2 separate regions of the Columba livia genome follow, and region 2 is linked to region 1. A link is a contact called in public Hi-C data. All regions are on one chromosome and are shown on one strand. The core of a region is the stretch at or near the end of the contact, and the rest is flanking DNA. Distances in the headings are between cores, read along the strand shown.

What was found. A called contact is a pair of places that touch in the nucleus more often than the background predicts.
Region 2: a contact with region 1 is called in a Hi-C map of crop, with 3 times the contacts expected there. The contact joins the enhancer-like site here to the promoter of GAS1 in region 1. A contact is called at or near these places in 2 of 2 Hi-C or Micro-C datasets (crop and liver).

Annotation. Positions count from the first base shown.
Region 1 is chrZ:53,006,202-53,013,653 of bColLiv1.pat.W.v2, forward strand. It overlaps GAS1 (growth arrest specific 1), which reads left to right and starts at 2,725. Exons shown (of 1, transcript XM_065045833.1): 1 at 2,725-6,247. The coding sequence starts at 3,674. The coding sequence ends at 4,627.
Region 2 is chrZ:53,198,852-53,206,303 of bColLiv1.pat.W.v2, forward strand. No RefSeq gene overlaps it. Among named protein-coding and RNA genes, the nearest start is that of TUT7, 16 kb to the right of the region's middle. Within about 2 kb of position 3,275, at least 2 of the 3 cell types and tissues checked have an H3K27ac peak away from gene starts, as active enhancers do.

The sequences.
Region 1 (7,452 bases), core at 1,475-3,974:
TCAGATCTTATTTTAATGTCCAGTCATGGGATATATTTTCCTAAATAGTACTTTGTAAAAAAGAGCAATAAATGCCTTCCTCATTACTTTTAGAGCTACTCCAAACACCAAAAAGCTGAATTCAGCAATACAATTTCTGTTAATAAAAAACCTGCATCCAATAAGAATTATTTCCCTAGGTTTAGTTACACACAAGAAAAGGTTTCCTTCCTCCAACAGAGCACCGTGAACCCCAAAGTCCTTACCCAAAAAGGCAGTTACAAATCTGGACACAATCCAAATGTTCATTAAATAAAGACAGACTAGTATGTTTTTAAACGATTTTAAGAAGTTAATTTATTGACAAAGGATATATAATCCTATATGTAGATGATCATAGTCTACATTGCTAAAAGGTGTGGAAAGAGTCCAGCTATTCTCTGTTATGATTTTTGTCAGCTGTATGATACCAAAGATGATTCCAAATTCCCAACTTCCAAGTCAATATTTTCATTATTACAATTACCGTAAGAAACTTGCATTTATTTAACTGAAAGGTGTATGTGAAAATGCAATGCTTCATGCTATGGCCTGGCTTTCAGACCAGCAGGCAAAATGAAGAGTCTCCATGCAGGGAAGCCTGTCAGCACTAGTGGGACCATGCACTGATCCTCCTCCTGCTCAGGCAGCAGCACAGCCGCTCAGGGATGCAAGGTCGGCACTGAAGGCTCCTTTACTCCCCCTCCTGGGAGGTCCGAACTTCAGCTGCTGCAGCTCCTCACAAAGTAAATGGCCTGCTTTCTGCTCCAGAAGCGAAGGACAGGCGAGCTGGATGGATTTTGCAGATGAAGGCAGGAACTGGGAGGGGGCAGAGCTCATCCCTCAGCTGTATGCAGAAAGCAGCTTCACTGGGACAGATAGCCAGCCATTCCTCCTCTCCCATGCTGGGGAAGCTCAGGAAGCCCCTGTCTCACGCCAAGGCATGATCCTGTCCCATTGCAATCCTCAGACTCCTTGCACCTGGAACATCCCAGCATCCAGACCCCTTCTTTCCAGCTGCACTAAGGTGGACTGGTTTCCCTACCAATCGGGCAGTGCAGCAGCACTTCATACAGTGTCTGCAGTGTTGTCTTCAACTTAACCACACCAAAGTAGATAACATGCACCAGTACCAGCATTATCAAAGGTGAATAGGGCTGCAAAGTAATGCATGCATGAGCCCAGTGTAGACAGCAATGTGTATTTACTGCACCCTGCCTGAACGGCATCTGATATTTTTAATAACACTATTACGCAAGAACTGAAAGAAACATCTCTAAAGTAGGTAGATTAAAGCAGGTTTTCTGGATGCAGTTTTCACAGATTTAAAAACACAAGCAAACACAATTTCTGCACCAGAAGAGGCAAGACTGTACTGAAGGAGAAACACAAGTAGCTTGTAAAACTGATGACAATGGAGCAAATCCTTATGAATGCTTCTCAACACATCAATCACCCTGACTCCCAGCCACATCACACAGCCATTCCACCTTCCAAGCACTTTCAGACAGACATCAGTCCACACCGCATAGGATTCCAAGATCTCCGAGTTTCTGGAAAATAGATTTAGTCGTAATTTTTGTGACAGATGGAGTTGATAGTCTCAGGATGAAAAAAAGCGCCAGTTTTGACAGGCAGCAGATACCGATGCCCCTTGTGGTTGGAGACGACGTTGCTCTGGAATTAAGGTAGCACGAAAACGAAAGGCAATGGGTAACTGCAACACTGATTTGTTATGCCCTTCTCGTTGTGCCTTAATATTTATATTTTTGTGTCTACTTCATTATAAGCAAAGCAAAGCGAACAGAGAGTGTAACAGCAAGGCAGGACGTCAGCAAGGTACTTTTGCCTTCAATGAAACACATTTCAGCCTCTTAACTAACGGCTTTGAAACAACTTTTACTAGTTGGCAGATCTTCATAAGGTATCAAAGAACTATACTGAGATCTACTGTATTTCTGTCAACAGGCATCCTCGTAGGTCAGTGTCTTAAGCCTGTGCACAAAAACCTCAACCGAGAAGCTGAGTTGAATGAGTTTAAAATCGTTAAGTGGAAAGAATGCTGCAATACTGAAGGCATAGCAAAGCAATACTTACATGGTCGCAGTATTTACGGGGTCGCAGTACACCACTAAGAGACCAAGCTTTGGTCTCTCTCAGCGTACTAACACTGAAAACCGGAGCTGCGTTTAGATTTCAGTAAGAACAAAGTCGGTCCCCTTTTGAGCCTGATCCACCCTACTTTTCGGGAAGCAGCTCTGCCCTCACTTGACTCAGTGGGAAGTTTGGGTACACACATCACTCAGGCTAGAGACCTTTTTTGTTCCCTGCTGTAAGGAGCAGGAACAGTTTAAGAAGAACATCCCTGCAGAAGCAGCACGGAGACCCAGGCCGCCTGCCCCTCCGCCTCCGCGGCTCAGGGCCCGGTGCTCCCGGGATGCGCCGCCGCCGCCGCCCGGCCAGCCCCGCAGCGCCCGGTACCCGCCGCCGCCGCTCCGCGCCTCCCGCACCGCCGCCGCGCCGCCTTAACGGGAGGAGGGGCTCCTCGGGGGGCTGTCACTCTCCTTAAGCCTTTCCTTTCAAGCTTTGAATGTGAGCTGCCCTCCAGCCCCCCTCCCTCCTTCCCTCCCTCCAGCAGATCGTAAAGAGAGGAGGGGAGGAAAAAAAGTTTCAACAACAGGCTGGACCAATAGCAAGTGGCGAAGCAGGGAAAGGGGGCCGAGCGAGGGGAGAAAGAAGTGGAGAAAAGGAGAAAGAGAGCGAGAGAGCGCAGGCTGGGGGGATGTGTAAAAGAAGAAGCGTTGCTAATTTTTTTTGTTTGTTTGCTTTTCCATGCATGCATAATGAGGCCTAATCAGAGCACGTTGCTGCTGCTCGGAGGGCACTTTTGTATTTAAAGCCTTGCAAAGAAAAAAAGATCCACAGACGGATCCGCAGAGCAGCTTGCAGGGCTTGTTGACAACAGAAGCAGCATCAGTCGCCCAGAGAGAAAGAGACCCTGAAGGCTGCCTCTTCTTTCCCCGTGCTATCTTCTTGCTAACGGGGAGAGGCGTTTCTTCTCCCCGCCACCCGAAAGTGCAAGGCGTACCAAGAGGGAGTGAGCGGAGCCGGGACTGTGAATGGGATCGAAGCGGCTGGCATGTGCAGAGATGCTGCGAGCGGAGAGTTAAAAGCTCCCGAGGAGGCAGCAGCAGCAGCTGGGCATTTATTTTGTGCAAAAAAAAGAAAAGAAAAAAAAAAAGAAAAAACAGAAACGGAACTGCATGAGGAGCAGGGCAGCACCATGAGCTCTCCCGGCGCAGCCTGGAAGTCCATCAGCCCACTCCGAAGCCGCGCTCCTCCGAGCCCCCGTTTGCACTGATTCACCCCATCTCTCCGAGCGCCTTCGCCGCCGTCGCCAAGCCGGGAGCAGCGGGTGTGGGACACGGGACGGCCCCGGGCGCCTGCTTCGTACGGCGGCCTCGCCGGTTCCAGCTCCCGGGGGCTGGAGGGCCTGGGAGCCCGGCGCAGATGGATTGATGCGAGGAGACCTCATGCACACGGCCGGCGGGAGTTTTGCAAACTTTTCCACGGGCGGCAGCTCCTTCTCCTCCTCCTCGTCGTCTACCAGCGCCTCTCCCCTGCTCGCCTGCGCCAGCCGCCGCCGCCGCCCGCGATGGTGGCCCGCTCGCCCGCTCGGCACGGAGGCGGCGGCGGGCGCCGCTGGCCGAGGCCGGCCGCCTGGCTGTGGCTGGCGGCGGCGCTGGGCGCCGTGTGGCCGCCGCTGGGCTCGCTGGTGCAGGGCCGGCGGCTGATCTGCTGGCAGGCGGTGCTGCAGTGTCAGGGGGAGCCCGAGTGCAGCTACGCTTACAACCAGTACGCCGAGGCGTGCGCCCCGGTGCTCCTGCAGCAGCCGCCGGCGGGAGGCGGCGGGGACGGCCCGGCGGCCGCTGCAGGCTCCGCCGCCTCCTCCAGGCGGCGGTGCCCCAGCCACTGCATCGCGGCCCTGGTCCAGCTCAACCACACCCGGCGCGGCCCGGCGCTGGAGGACTGCGACTGCGCGCAGGACGAGAACTGCCGCGCCACCAAGCGCGCCATCGAGCCCTGCCTGCCCCGCACCAGCAGCCCGGCGGCCGGCGGCCCCGGCGTGATGGGTTGCACGGAGGCGCGGCGGCGCTGCGACTGGGACAGCCGCTGCAGCCTGGCGCTGAACCGCTACATGACCTACTGCGGGAAGCTGTTCAACGGGCTGCGCTGCACGCCGGAGTGCCGCGCCGTCATCGAGGACATGCTGGCCGTGCCCAAGGCCGTGCTGCTCAACGACTGCGTCTGCGACGGGCTGGAGCGGCCCATCTGCGAGTCGGTCAAGGAGAACATGGCCCGCCTCTGCTTCGGCGCGGACATGGGCGGCAACGGCGCAGGCAGCAGCGGCGGCTCGGACGGCGGCCTGGAGGAGTACTACGACGAGGACTACGAGGAGGAGCCGAGCCAGAAGGGGAGGGACGACGCGGAGGACAATGCGGGCTCCGAGCCCGGCTTTCCCGTGCAGGCGGATAGCGCCGGCCGACCCGCCGCCGCAGCCTGCGCGCTGCTGGCCGCCCTCTTGCTGCCGCTGCTGCCGCAGCTCTAGCGTCTCCCATCCCCTGCCCTCCTTCCCCTCCTCCGCGCCGGGCCTTCCTCGCCGGGCCGCCGCTGGCTTCCTGGCGGGCCCGGCCGGCGGGGCCCCTTCGCCCGGCGCGGTTTTAAACGCGCTGACCATTAAGCCTCCGGCCGTTTGTCCGGGCGCCCCTTCCCCCTCCTCCGCGTCTCCCCGAAGGCGGATGGTCCCCACTCCGCCCCCGCTGCTGCTCTCAGCCGCCGTTCGCGCCCGGCCCGGCCTTCACGGCAGCCTTGGGCTGGCTGAGCCGCTGCGGCCTTGCGGGCCAGCCGCCGGGGCGGAGTGGCCTGCGGGCTCTCGTTTTTCGGCGCTTGGTCTGGAGTGTGCACTATGCAGTTGCTGCCCCCCCGCCCGGTGTTAGCGGCAGGGGCCGAGCAGACGGAGAGGCTGCGGCGGGCTCCCCGCTGCTGCCAGCCGCCCCCACCCCGCCAGAACCCGGCGGTGACGGCGTGCCGGCCCTGGCGTTTTGTAAGCGTTTTGACATGAAGGTTAGGAAGAGGTGAGCTATCCACACTTGGTGCCAAAGCTGTTGCCGTGCTTGCTAGTTAACAACTTGATTATCATTCGCCAAGCCTCGCTCTTCACGATGCAGTGGTGCCCGAAAGTGGGTTATGCTGCATCTGCCATTAATTAAATTTAAGGAAATAGCAGACTGAATAAATTCTGTGGTTTACAGCACTCGCTCTTGCACACACATCTTCCCTATAACAAAAGCGTGCCAGCAGCCATCTATTCCTCTTTAACCTAGTCACATAAAAGAGATTTTTTTTTTTCAGAGTTGTTGGCTATAGTGAACAATGCAACTTTTGTTTTAAAAGAGCTCTGCACTGCCATCTTTGAAAGACACTTTTAAACTCGAGAACATGTATGTACAAATATCCTGAAAAGTTATATTGCCTCTTGTCATATCAGGGTGCTGACCTCTGGTAAATCTTATATGAAAAATGTATTTAAAACTGGGATTTGTTACCAGTCGCTCTTCTTTGTACATAGAATTTTATAAATTGTATGCTTTGGGGATAATTTATTTAAGAAAAAATAAAGTTTTAAATCCACATCCTATTTGCCAGATAATTGCATTTACTATTCTTTTCTGAAAAGGTACATATTTCATTTTATGTTTAAGGGGATATCAGCAACAGTGATTCGGTGAAGCATTGTCTAGAACATCAAATGTACAGTGTATTTTATAGATTGGAACTTAACTTTCTTATTTTGAGAGACTTTATGAACGTTGTAGAATTGTATAAACACATTTCTGAGCTGCCTTAAACCTTGTATTTTTTATAGAAGGTGTAAAAACGGCCTGTGTTTTAAATATGTATGGCTTTTTGTATTTTCTAAACGTGTAAATTAGTAAAGAAAGAGCTTTAAATAATGGGTGTAGTGAAGTTGTTTTCCAGGGACACTTGAACTCTCAGCACCCGAGGTTGGAGGAGGAGGCGGGGAGGGGGGAGCAAACCACAGAATTAACAAACCAAAAACAACAAACAAATCTCTGTCTGCCTGTAATACTTTACATAGATGTAAATTACTGCTATTCTTACTTTAATGAATAATTACATGCAAGAAGTAAATACAGCTTTGAAAGTACTACTTTAAAAGAGTGGCTGATTTTATAATGCGTTGGCATGGTAACTTGCCAGTGCCAGAAGGGAGTAAAGCAATTCAGGGATACTGCTCCTGCATGGATGTGGAATTAGTAGTGCGCCGTGCTTTCTTCGTGAAGTGGAGGCGCGTTGCTCTCACTGACACTCTTAGAAATGCTCCTAGGCGTGCAAACAAGTAAATGGTGAGAAATACATCACACAGAGGTGGCAAGCGTTTCGAACAAGGCCCCGTGCAGGCGGTGACGCATGCATTGAGGGGGCTGCAACAAAACGCACCGAAGTCTGCCATTCAGCCTGCCTTCTCCCGCAAGGAAGAATGCAAAAGTAAACACACTGGGGGGATCAGCAATTACTAGATCTTGTAATATTGTTCTTAGGAGTTGCTTTGCATCGTGCTTGAAGCCTGGTTTGCTGCCAGAGCTACTGATCTACACTCAAACGCCCTTAGATAAATAATTACACTCTTAAGCTGTGTCGAGTGCTGATACACTTGACCTTGTAAATAGAAATGTTTGCAGTAGGAATAAACTCCAGCATTGGAAAATCTTTTAAACATTAACACAAAAGAGAGGGCTCAGTCCTCTGGGGATTTGAGTTTGGACTGTGTCAAGCTAGGCACTCATGAAAAAAAAAAGGGGGGGGGAAGTTTATTTATCTTCTATTCATACTGTTTATTTAAAGCTTTTAGTTTTAAATGCCTTGATTGGAAGGCGAGTCAGGACTTTGAAAGCTACCACAAATAAACTTTGACTGAGGGGGCGACAGATTAGCAAGATAGTGCCTTTTTCATCTTACCAGATCTGGACAGAGGGCAAATCCACATCTGTCTGTTGTATAAATCAACAAAATTAGAAATCCCCACTTCTGGGCTAGTTATTTAAATGACAGATTATTTTATTATTTTTTTAGGGTGTGAATTTGATTAGGGTGCCCAGCGATAAACACGCACAGGCACACATGCACACGCATAAACCAACCTCCAAACAGTTGTGATACCAAACAAGTGCATGAGTATGCTGTGCGGCTATGATCTGGAGTCCGTTTTTAAAGTCATCTGAATGGTCGAGGAAGCTTATTGTTAAAGCTGGAAATGTTGTTTCTTCAGGAAGAGGACAGAGTAGTTGGGTGAGACTTCAGTGAACAGAGTCAGTTTTCCTTACAATGTGGTGAGTTGACAGTTGCTTAGGG
Region 2 (7,452 bases), core at 2,025-4,524, 190 kb after region 1:
GAAGCCTTAAACCACTCTGAGTCATTTATAACGTTGTCTCACTGTTACTTGTCACAAAGGAACTGTTAAAGGCAGAACTGATTTGCTCCAGACTAAGGGCAAATGTACTAGGTACATATATAAAAAAAACTGGCATTGTTTTGTGTAAAAAGTTGCATCTCTGATTTTGGCAACCAAACTGCCTACACACTTTCTTGGAAACTATAAATAACAATATGTATCAATATGTCCAGGCAAAACCTCATTGTTTCTTTCCAAATAATCCTCTAATACATATATCTAACGATCTAACATCAGAAAGGCAATCTTAAAGCTTTTGACTTAAGACTGTCCACTTCCTTGGTTTCCCCATTTCGGAAATATTTACATCTTCCTACATTCCTGATGTACTCAAAGGGCTTTTTAAACTTGCCTAAATACAAATAACTTGATGCATGTGAAAATATAATGCAACGTATTTCTAGCACTGGATGTTATATGAGGTATATTTTGATAAGAATTAAAAAAAAAAAAAATATTTGTTTGTCTTTTATGTGTAATTATTGTCCTGCTTCCTTTAGGAGGAAGACAGACCTTTTCCATGTCGATATACTGTGTCTCCACAGCTTGGAAAACCACTCCATAATGATGCTAACAATTCCTCAAGTGCCAGCAGTGTATAGTTAAAGCTGACTGGAGCTAAAACCACATTTACTCATGTCAGCTGTGCTCTTAAGAACACATAGACTCACAAGGGAAAACTAGTCCAAGAAAGTTACTTTATTCAGTAGTTCTCTTTATTCCTCTTTGTTACCTCTAAACAGAACTGTTCTTTGATTTCTTCAGCTATGTCCTGTTCTCCAGCCTGAAATGGTTTCTGGGAAGATTCTGGGGACTTAGATACTTACGTTAGATTTTCAGGCGTCTGGCAGCCTCAGCAGAGAGGTAGTGCTTGTTCCCAGTGGACACCTGAAAACCTCCTGCATGCCCCTCCGGCAAAAACAGGGCAGCCAGCATCTGTCCTCCAACATGCTTGCATTGGAAAGCTTGGCCTTTCCTGTTTATCCAGAGCAGCCAGGGAGGGGAGCTGGAGCTGCAGGAAGGCATGTTGTCCTGCCGCTGGGGTCGCTGACACAGGACAAAGCATAGAATGAAGCGCAGGTCCTGACATGAGCCCATGGGTATCACAGCCAACACAGGTCTCTTCACCTACACCTGTGCCATGCTGCTACGTGACACAGAAGATACTGTTCAGGGCTGAATAATTTTCTGGGTCTTGTCCTGTAGCTTGTTATTGCTACAAAAGTGGGTTATGGAGGAAAACCCTGGGAAATTCCCCCAAATGGAAGAAAATTACAAAGCCTTATTACTCTTCGCCTGCCCAGAGCTTCTTACTAACAACCCATAGTAAAAAAGCACAGCCATAACAAGGGTTTACTTTTAAACTTAAGCAAATGTTTTCTGCTTAAATACCTAAAGATAACACACAGGTCTTACATAGCCAGACTGATTTTTAGACATACAAAGCACCACCACCGATTGCAGGAGGAACTGAATTGGAAGAAGACCAGTACTTCTGACTATACACAGTGCACAGCTTTCAATTTTATAGCCCAGGTGTTATAGGCAATTATCTTGAGAAAATCTTGGTGTAAGAGGATCTTTGGTCCGTATTGTTTCCTGAATTGTGGTTATTTTCTATTTTTGAAGTCAATAGAAATACATCAGTTCAAATTAACTGAGTATGTGACCCCTTATATTTACATATTCATATATGCACACATATATGTATGTCTACCTGTGTGTAGCTAGGCTGTATTTAGTGAAAGTCTTTAATTCTTTTCACAAAGTAATGCTTCTTATAAACAGTAAATTAGGAAACTCAATACTATCTATATACTTTTTACAACAAGAATTTCTCACAGTGAGCAACTAGTCATGTTCTGTACCTCTAATTTATTATAGTGTTCAAAAAATCTGTTAACCAGGGAACTAAAAAACATGTGGGGGTTGTAAAACTATCCACTATAATAAAAGACTTACAACATTTTTAGCTATCTGAGGAACTGGGAATTAGGTTGATGGAAGGGATTATTGCTTAATATTTTCCATAACATCAGCAACCTTGTCAAAATCCCCTGGTTGCTCTGAGAGTAGGAGACATCTGTTTTATGGAGTGAGCACATATCCTGGAATGTCTGCCATGGGACAGCGTCACAACCAGGCTTCATTACTTGGTTTACGCTCCACTGTGCCATGGAAAAATCACACCTTCTGCTTATGCCAGCAAAAGCCTTGTAGATGCAGTGCTGCAGATTAGAAGGTCCCCTTGCCGGCATCGTTTATTTCATGAGGGGAATGAGCGCAAGTTGTACCAGTGTGTGAAACATTTCACGATTCCCATTGCACTACAGGTTTGCTGTGTAAACTTCTGCTAGGAAGGCTGGCCCATCTCTCATCTTCTAGCTTTTGGACTGTGATCAATGACGTGAAGTTCAATTGGAGGTCAGTTCCTAGTGGTGTGCCCCAAGGGCGCTGATACACCAGGGGGTCCAGGACAAGATGGAGAAATCAGCCCACAAAATTCAACAAATGGAAACGCAAAGTCCTGCCCCTGAGGAGGAACAATCCCACATAAGAGTACATACATCTCCATCCTTCGAGATACTCAAAGCCCAACTGAAAATGATCCAAAGTAACTTGCTGCCGCTGATCCTACTTGAGAGAGGTGAGTAGACTAGATGATCTCAAGGAGTCCATTCCAACCTCAGCCATTCTGTGATTCTGTGATAATTGTATTGACAAACTTTGGTAACTGGAATGAAGTTTACAGATCCACATTCCTGTACAGACATCTCTTTTGACAGTCTACCTATGCCAACAGAAGTTGTTAGCATTTCCATTTATTAAATATTTCCTTAGGTCCTTTCTTTCTTGAGTTACCCATTTTATAACAGGTATAGGCATGTTGTAAGTCTGAGGCAACTGAATCCATTCTCAATGAAAGATCAAATATGATGGTTATCTAGAGCTTTTTAAGACAATGAAGATAGTCAGCTAAATATATTTCCCTCTTTTTTACAGTCTCTGTGCTTCAGGGCAAAGAAAGTATTCAGGTGAAAGTATGCTAGAATAAGAAGGTCTTCCTGAAATATTCTCTCAGATGCAATCGCCACCGAGAACGAGCACTTGGATGTGGCACAGGGAGGGACAGGCACATGAGCTTTAATCTAGCAAGCCTGGGGAACAGCAGAAACCCCAGCCTGGGAGGCCAGACACAGCACAAGTTGGATGGAAACTGTGGCAGAAGATTCCCCTCCCCAGACCAGACTGTAGCCTGTGCTTTCATTTTTCCTCCCCCGTTGTCCTTAGCCAGACTACCTAGATTTTTAATCACGTTTTACTACCGCACATTTATTTCACTGCGTGAGTGAAAACCCTGTTTTCACGGGCAGTTTCAGAGAGCGTTTTTCGGGCATTCTTTTGAATCTGCTGCCATCTAGTGAGCAGAAATCAAGCTGCAATGTATGGGGCTTGAGGTCGGCAGCGTTTTTTTAGCTTCTAAGACAATATTTTGTCCCAGTCTCGAGGTGCAGCTTACGGTAGGGTTTGCATGCATTTACCCAGTAGGCTCCCAGATGTAAAGACACAGCTGATGTAAGGCCTTTCTGCCTTATACCTTATGCCCTTTCTGACTAGTTCTAAATCATTTTTAACACCTGGAGATTTTCATTAGATTGCTCTCTGCTAATAAGTCCATATTTGAACATCTCAATCAAAATGTTGTGAACATCCAGGATTTTGACTGAATATCCTGATTTTGGCTGGGATGGAGTTAAAATTTTTCGTTATTGCTGAGCAGTGCTGACACAGAGTCAAGGTTCTGTTCCTCACAGCACCTCACCAGCGAGTGGGCTCTGGGGACACAAGAAATTGGGAGGGGACACAGCTGGGACAGCTGACCCAAACTGACCGAAGGGAAATTGCATGCCATATGACATCACGCTCAGAAACAAAACTGGGGGGGGTGGGGAGCACTGCTCAGGGACTGGCTGAGCAACAGTTGGTTGGCAGTGAGCAACTGTTTGAATCTATATAATTTGCCTTTCTTGTTTGCTTGGTTGGTTTTATCTCTTTGTGGTTTCAGGGGTTTGTTTCCCCTGTTTTCCTTTTTATTTTCACTGTTGTTATTATTACTTTTTAGTTATTAAACTGTCTTTATCTCAAACCAGGAGTTTTCTCACTTTTACTCTTCTGATTCCCTCCCCATCCCACAGGGAGGTAGTGAGTAAGCATCTGCGTGAGCCTAATTTGCTAGCAGGGGTTAAACCTCAACGGTCTTTTTTGGTGCCTAAAGTGGGGCACAAGGGGCTTTAGATAATAACAGATTTCGCCAGAGTGTATCAGAAGGGATTTATATGTTAACAGTTGTGGCACTTGATATTGATTAATCTGTTCTCAATATTAGCTGACCTGTGCCATGCTCTATTGTTGAAGAATGGTGTTGGCTTTTGCAGTTTGCTGTGTGCTGTAGTGCTTCGTGATGTTTTGCCTCAGAAATTTATTATTAAAACACTAGGCTGGAGCTGTACCTGGTATTTGGGCTCTGTACTGAAGCCTTACTGTACTTAGGATACCAACTCATGGAGACAATTAACAATTATACTTCTCCCTCTGAGAGGTTTTTTCTGGAGGAAATAAAGAGCAGCGCCTCCACCACCTTCTTCTATGATGCTTTTTTCATTACAATAACTTCTCAGGAACTGGAACATCCTTGGGCAGTTAAAATACTTATATTGGAGCTTCTTAGGAATGTTGTTTTGGCTTTTTATAAGGTTAACAAGCTACTTAGGAATTTGACCCAGGCCCCATGGCAGTGTGGCCATGAGTGACGAGGCATGTGGGAGAATATGAGCAGGTATCTAGAAAACTTCTCACCTCCAGTGGTCTGGAGCTTCACTCCTGAACAACTATAGGAAGCTGCTGAAGCGATAGAATGTATGAAAAAAAAAAAAAAATCCCCTGACTATTCCAAAGAGGAACAACTACTGCAGTTTGCTGGGGCCTGGCCAGCACCAACAAAGCACTGCTCAGTGTTGAGCAGCACCCTCAAGGAGAAAAGAGGGTCCCTGCATCTGAAAACATACCAATAGACACCATGGATAAACCAGAGACTATAAAAGTTGACCCTATAACTAAAGAGAAACAATAGAAGCAGAAGTCAATTAGTCTAGCAAGGGATGAAGAAGCCTCTCCTAAGAGGGAGTCAGAGAAAGAATCAGTAAAGGCAGCCTGCTGTGCAGCACAACAGTCACAAGAACAGGAGGAGGAAGAAACTAAGATCATAAATGAGACAGAAGCCATCTGATCCCTTTTGCTAAGTGAGCTGCAGGGTATGCAAAAAGATTTTAGATGTCAATAAGGTAAGCAAATTCTCAGCTGGAATATTGGGGTCAATAGTCAGGAATTACAGGGTAAGGAAGCCAGGCAGCTAGCATCCCTTGCTAAGGATGAGGCTGTTGACAAAGGAATTAGGCAAAAGGGCAGGAGACCTCAGCTTCTGGTGGTGACTTCTGTCAAGTGTGAAGGACTGGTATCCCTCAAAGGAAGAATTTGCAAATCCCTGGAGCAAACAGACAACCATTGAGGGAGGTATCTAGTATCTGAGGGAATTAGCCATGGTAGAGCTGATCTATAAGAATGTGGATGACAACCAGATATCCAAAGACCAGGATGAAACTTGGTGCATGTGGTTCATGTGGTGAAAATTTGTATGACATGCACTGATGACATATGCCAAGGTCCTGGTGATAATGAGCTGGACAGACACAGAGGCACCAAATATGGATGGATTGGCCAGACAACTCCAAGAATATAAAGATAATCTTGCTTCTTTCTTACGGGTCTATGTCTCAGCTGTGGAGAAACTGACCCAAAACTTACCTGAGCAATCCAAGAAGGGTAGGTCTTCCTCACTCACACCAACCAATGTCTCAGCTACTAAGAATCAGGCTTTTTGTGTTCAAGGGAAAGGTACCCATGGTGCACACCACCTGCTACCATGTGGTTCTTCCTGCATGATGAGGGGGAGGACACAAGGAAGTGGGATGGTGAACCTAACTGGACACTAGAAGCTCAGGTACAAGAACTGCAAGGAAAAAAACAGCCAAAAACATCCATTCAGGAAACTTACTGCTCCAGTATCTGTTGGTCAGAGTAGTAGGGCTTATCACACTTTTGACCCTGATGAAAGAACATCTGTTCTTCTGTTATAAAAATCAAGCAATGAAGACTCTCACAAGAATCAGAGGGACCTTTAGCCAGGTGGAGGAGACAACTGGGTTTACTGGACTGTGTGGGTATGATAGCCTGTCAGGTTGGTCCCATGGGATTATAAAGCTCTAGTGGACACTGGTGCACAGTGTACTCTAATATCATCAGATTACGAAGAGGCAGAATTAATCTGTATTTCTGGAGTGATGGGAGGATCCCAACAACTGTCTGTGTTGGATGCTGAGGTAAGCTAAACTGGGAATGAGTGGCAAAAGAATCCTATTGTGACTGGTCCAGAGGCATTATGTATCCTTGGCATAAACTACCTCAGGAGAGAGTACTTCAAGGACCCAAAACAGTACCAGTTAGCTTTTGGTATAGCTTTGAGTTTGGAGAAGATTAAACAGATGTTTAGCTTCCCTCATCTGTCTGTGATGAGGCTGCTGTGGGTTAAAGAATTGCCAGTCACAACTGTAAGAGTGCACTGGCAACAATATCACACCAATCAAGTCTCCCTGGTCCCCAGCCATAAGCTGATCCGGCAACTGGAGAGTCAAGGAGTAATCAGTAAGACTCATTCACCCCTTAATAGTCCCACACTGCCAGTGCAAAAATCTAACAGAGTAGAGGCTAACAGTGGACTATCAGGGCCTGAATGAATCACAGAATCACAGAATCACACAGAATCACAGAATGTCAGGGATTGGAAGGGACCTCAAAACATCGTCTAGTCCAATCCCCCTGCCAGAGCAGGAACACCTAGATGAGGTTACACAGGAATGTGTCCAGGCAGGTTTTGAATGTCTCCAGAGGAAGAGACTCTACACTGGGCAGCCTGTTCCAGTGTTCTGTTACTCTCACTGAGAAGAAGCTTCTTCTCATATTTAAGTGGAACCTCCTGTGTTCCAGTTTGAAACGACTACCCCTTGTCCTACCATTGGTTGTCAGCAAGAAGAGCCTGTCTCCATCCTCGTGACACTCACCCTTTATATATTTATAAACATTAGTGAGGTCATCCCTCAGTCTCCTCTCCTCCAAACTAAAGAGACCCAGCTCCCTCAGCCTTTCTTCATAAGGGAGATGCTCCACTCCCTTAATCATCTTTCTTGCCCTGCGCTGGACCCTCTCCAGCAGTTTCCTGTCCTTCTTGAACTGAGGGGCCCAGAACTGGACACAATATTCCAGATGGGGTCTCACCAG